Linked DNA regions of Zea mays: region 1 is linked to region 2. A link is a contact called in public Hi-C data. All regions are on one chromosome and are shown on one strand. The core of a region is the stretch at or near the end of the contact, and the rest is flanking DNA. Distances in the headings are between cores, read along the strand shown. Region 1 has its middle 25 kb from the start of LOC109945262. Region 2 holds the start of LOC100286370.

What was found. A called contact is a pair of places that touch in the nucleus more often than the background predicts.
Region 1: a Hi-C map of tassel shows a contact between it and region 2, with 4 times the contacts expected there. The contact joins the enhancer-like site here to the promoter of LOC100286370 in region 2. A contact is called at or near these places in 4 of 25 Hi-C or Micro-C datasets (ear, leaf, root tip and 1 more).

The regions. Positions count from the first base shown.
Region 1 is chr3:107,449,145-107,451,911 of Zm-B73-REFERENCE-NAM-5.0, forward strand. No RefSeq gene overlaps it. Among protein-coding and RNA genes, the nearest start is that of LOC109945262, 25 kb to the left of the region's middle. Within about 2 kb of position 1,292, at least 15 of the 20 cell types and tissues checked have an H3K27ac peak or open chromatin away from gene starts, as enhancers often do. A contact at or near this core is called in ear, leaf and tassel, where this site is marked.
Region 2 is chr3:107,114,180-107,116,879 of Zm-B73-REFERENCE-NAM-5.0, forward strand. It overlaps LOC100286370, which reads left to right and starts at 1,285. Exons shown (of 4, transcript NM_001159257.2): 1 at 1,285-1,614; 2 at 1,736-1,918; 3 at 2,104-2,342; 4 at 2,454-2,700. The coding sequence starts at 1,321. The coding sequence ends at 2,700.

The sequences.
Region 1 (2,767 bases), core at 42-2,541, 330 kb after region 2:
ACTTGACAAAATGGCGTAGTCTCTCAGTTTGGATTTATAAACTTTATTTTTATGCGACACGGTCTAACAGATAACTTGGGACCAATTTCCCATGCATGGATCTCCCCGACTCCGGCTGCTAAGATTTTCATGTGGATCTTTCAAGCTGCCCCTAATAGCCTTGAGGGCATCAACTTCAGAGCAAATGAACCAAGTTTATGTTAAATCATTTTACTGACATATTGCTGCTGCAAGGCAAGTTAACATTATATAATTCCATTCTCTTTTTTATGTTGCTTAAATTCATTTTGCTGACATATTGTTGCTCCCAATGTTTCTTTCCTGATGACTGATTAAGGGCATCATCATCCCACGTTTAATTATGAATGCTAGGGTTGAGGAGATAATGAGAATATAGATCATGGACTCCAGATAAAATTTATCTAGTTCATTAGTTGAATTGTTTGACGAGATGCGGGTAGATCTGAGCGTCAATTACTGAGAGTTGTTTCACTCGCGTGGGCTCTCTACGGCGACGCGGACGGTCCGCGGCTTAGGGTCAAACGGTCCATGACCTAGACAGCAGGAGCGGGTTTCCTGTGCCGTGCCAGATGGTCCGTGCGTGCGCAAGGCGGAGGCCTTCGCCAATGACACCTGGATCTCGCCTCTAGGAGGGACTCGTCAGGGGGAGAGATCCTAGAGTTTGTCTTGAGATCGACAGGCCACTCAAGGCGTCTTTAGATGACGTAGAGTCGTAGAGAGGTGAAGATATAGATAAATAAGGTTACATTACTTGCTACTTCTAGGATAAGAAAGTAAAGAAATTGATAAACGAGTTGATTGGTTCGATTGGTTTTGTCCGCAGTCGAGAACCGTAGACACTTTTTACTTGAAAAAATCATTATTCTCTTCTCCAAATTCTTTATCTCTACCCCTATCTCTAGTCAGTTCTACACCCACCTCACTACTATACATATGTTCCCATTTACGGTTAAACCATAATTTAAAGGTTGTTTGCATGTTCGTACATAAGACTTGTTGCACAACAGGGGTTGGCTATTTATGGTCATTTATCATTCGTGACGTCTAATAGCATTTCTTAGTGCTATTGGTTTATATTAAATTGCATAATGCCCTCTTTCTGGTTATATTTGTTTGTTATATTGTGCTACTTGCACCCAGTGCATGGAACTTTCTAACGTCGCTGTACGTCATTGGCCTTGGGCGACATCATCAGACAACGTAGCTAGGACGGCCCAGTGGACCCTGCCGTGGAAGAAGCGGCTGCCCTGGGCCCTGGACGTAGCATTTTCAATTGCATGCGAGGTTGCGTCGTCGTCGTTGGGGGCCTTTAACGAGTCCGGCCTAGTCTGCTATCCACACCAGATAAATGTTCGGCTTTGCGTTCTTAACCCTTTTTATTTTTTAACTCACCTGTTTGTCATGAAACCTATTTATAGTTATTTATATAGGGGAACAACCGCATATCTTCTTAGATATATAAGGGTGCAAACGAGTCTCCTAGTTTTTTAATCATGATCTAACTGTACTTCACATTTAACACTTCAATTCTTCATCAGCTCATACAACTTTTATAAAAAAAACTTAAACTATCAGGAAAGTAAAAGAGTATTGCACTCGTCTTCTTGCTTGGTCATAGTCAATCCTTGGAAGACTATAATACTATATGCCATTAAATTTACCGTGAACTTAGTTCAATCAACGAGGTAATTAAGACATTTTTTTTCTTGCCGATTGTAACTTTGGACTTTTTTTTAATCTTGTGTAGCTGAAACAACTCATGTTATGGCTGGTTTGTTTTTTTCACAGATTCAGAACTATAATATATATATGATATGATTGTCTCCCTCTGCTGCAAGGCAAGTTCATCATCCAAAGTTAAGGCAAGCAAGTAGCCTGTTGAAGTGAAGATGAGAAAGATGAGGGAAGCTCCCAAGCAAGGAGCTGCTAGCTGCTGTGTGGACACCTGGCACAAACATCGCCTCTCGATCAGTTTATCCTCACTGTCCTGCAGAAACATGGATCTGGGACTTCAGATCTCCCCGGTCGCCTAGATTCTCGGCCAGCAGCTGAAGAAGAAAAAGGCTTCCGCTTGCCGCTTTACTGTATCCCCCTAATCCTGAGGCATCCACTCCCAGACCTCGCTAGATCCATTCCCATCCCTCATCGCCGGCACTCTCCCGTCTCCAGTGCATGCTGTGATGCCTGCACTGCACAGCACAACAGCGAATGAGCTGCATGCATTCTGCATCATTCAGAGAATTTCAGATACAGACACGAGGTCACAGGCTTTGCAGCCACTACCGGAATCGCGTTCTTTGCCGAGTGTCTAAAACACTCGGCAGAAGCTATTTTACACTCGGCAAAGGCTTTGCCGAGTGTAACACTCGGCAAAGAACACTCGGCAAAGATTTCATCGGCAAATGGTTCTTTGCCGAGTGCTTTTTTTCGGACACTCGGCAAAGACTTTGCCGAGTGTCAAAAAGCACTCGGCAAAGAAAAACACTCGGCAAATTAAGAATCGAAAAATTTTAAAAAAAACAGCAAAACATTTTTTAAATTCTAGGAACAACTCTCCAACCCTACCCTATTACCTTACCTGTTGCCCTATCATTTTTCACTATTATTTTGAATCAAACTTATATGTTTTGTAAATGGTGAGATTCGAACTCGCAACCTCTCTCTCGCCGAGTGTTTTATTTTACCGAGGGTTTTTTGCGTGGCACTCGGCAAAGAGCTCTTTGCCGAGTACCCGAAATAAAACACT
Region 2 (2,700 bases), core at 35-2,534:
ATCTGTACCCGTAAACCCGCATACTCGCGTGTGTCTGTGTAGACTGTAGAGCACATACATCTCAATTTAGTGCCACCCCGAAAGATTTGAGCGGGCGGAGCCAATCAAATGATATAAAAGAAGACTACAGATGCCAGAGAACTCGTTGAACTTTTGGCTAAGATTGGTACATGTTTTTATCAGTTTAATAAATATTTATTATTATGTGTTATCAGTTTAATAAATATTTATTATATGACTGTGCCCGCGGATGCCATAAACTCGCGGGTAGCGGGTTTGGGTAACATACGCTACCCGTCGCGGGTAGCGAGTGCGAGTACGGGTTTAACATTAATCTCGCGGGTACGAGTTTGTAATCTATGTACCCGCGGGTTTTAAACCCGTTGCCATCCCTAACTCAGATCTTATGTTCGATTTTTCATGGAAGCGAATTTAAGACTGTAGTTAAAAAACCCTCTCACTATGTCTTGTCCGCTTCCGGGTTACGTATTGCACACCACCCTCTAGCTGGGTCGTGCAGAGTGGGTAGTGACGGTCCACTGTTGCAGAGTGGACGATGACGGTCCGCTAGTGATGGAGTCATTGTTTGGAGATTTTCTCGCTCGAGACCATTAACTATCAGAGGATTTTGTGCGCCTTATCTGCCGGCCTTAGGTATTGTACTGGGAGGGTGGTCACACCCTCCCGGCCGAATTTTTTGTGCTATTATTTTATGTATATGTCAACAAATTGTCTCTTGCACCTTGTCCAACAAGAGAGCTCCATCTTACTCGAAAAATAAAAATTTAATTGCACCTAAAAGCTCGGATCCAAAATCAACGTCGATGTCAACGTTGAATAAAGGACGACGTGGTGCAGAAGAGCGACTTTCACAAAATAATCTAAATATTTATTCCATCTATTTCTATTTAAATATCTTTGTAGTTAATATACCGATTAAACCTAGTTAAAACTAACTAGTTTTAAAAATACAAACAATATTTATATATTAGAATAAATTTATTAGAAAAATAAATTCAATAATCCACCTAATGATATTAACTATATTTTATAAATATTACTATATTTTATAAAAGTTAGTATTTTATTATATATATATATATATTTGATTAAAATAGAGTATGTTTGATTTTTCGAGAAACGAAAAATGACAGTTAAAATAAGGCCGAGCGAGTATATTTACTTGCTTCATTAACGGATTTAAACCTTTGGCCATTTCTTTACAGTGCAACGTGGACAGCGCGAGCACATTTTTGACTGACCGGCATAGCAGCCTGAGGATCCAAACAGGCGACCCGCGTGTCAGAGATGCAGCATAGCATGGACGCGGGCGAGGTGCGGCACTGGAACGCGGACGTGAACGGCGTCTCCATCCACGTCGCCGAGCGGGGCCCCGAGGATGGGCCGGCGGTGCTCCTCCTCCACGGCTTCCCGGAGCTCTGGCTCTCGTGGCGCCACCAGATGGCCGCGCTCGCCGCCCGCGGGTTCCGTGCGCTAGCCCCCGACCTCCGCGGCTACGGCGACTCCTCCGCGCCGTCCGACCCCGCCGCCTACTCCATCTTCCACATCGTCGGCGACGTCGTCGCGCTCCTCGACCACCTCCAACTCACAAAGGTGCATGCCGCCTTTTCTGTCCCCCTGCCGTACGTGCTTCTTCTTGTTTCTCGCCTCACCATCGCGAGTGACTGTGTGCTGTGCGCGCCGGCGCCGCCATCTGCCACGGATGGATCTGTAGGTGTTCGTGGCGGGGCACGACTGGGGCGCGCATGCGGCGTGGCTCCTCTGCCTGTTCCGGCCGGACCGGGTGCGCGCCGCCGTCGTTCTGGGGGTACCGTACTCCGCTCGACACGCACACGCTCGCCCCATCACGGAGGCCTTCGCGGCGTTTGGCGAGGGCTTTTACATAAATCAGTTCCAGGTGGTGCTCGCTCATCCGATGATCTTCCCCCTCAACCATGCTATCTACTTCGCCTGATTTTGTACCAGCAATTTTGCACCTATATATATCAATAAATGAGAGTTTTCGATAATTTAAGTATTATTAGTCCATAGAAAAAACACAGCGTTTGGCGATGGCGTTTGAAGATTCATACGTATTTACAGGAGGCTGGAAGAGCTGAGAGCGCATTCGCCCGTTACGATGTCGCAACTGTCCTAAAAAAGTTCTACTCCATCGAAATAGATGATGTCACCGCTCCTCCTGGGGTGGAGATCATAGACTTCCTGGAGGCGTCTCCCTCGCCACTTCCTTGGATCAGCGAGGAAGAACTGGGCCAGTATGCTGAGAAGTTTCACAAGTCCGGGTTCACTGGACCCCTCAACTACTACCGCATGTCGGAGACGTAATTTCCTCACCTTAATTAGCTTGTTTCCTAGTACGTACTATTTCTGTCTTATTAACCATTGCCTGGTTACACTGGTCGTAAGTTGTGGTAATATAATTTTGCATGCAGGAACTCGAGACTCCTTGCACCCTGGAACGGAGCGAAGATTACAGTGCCTGTGAAGTTCATAGCTGGCGATAAGGACATCGGTGCCCAGTCCTTTGGAACTGGGGAGTACATCAAGAGCGCGGAGTTCAAGTCCACCGTTCCAGATCTTGAAGTCACCGTCATCGAAGGCCACCATTTTCTCCAGCAGGAGCAGGCCGAGAGGGTGAACTCGGAGATGGTTTCCTACCTCGTCAGGTTTACTAGCTAG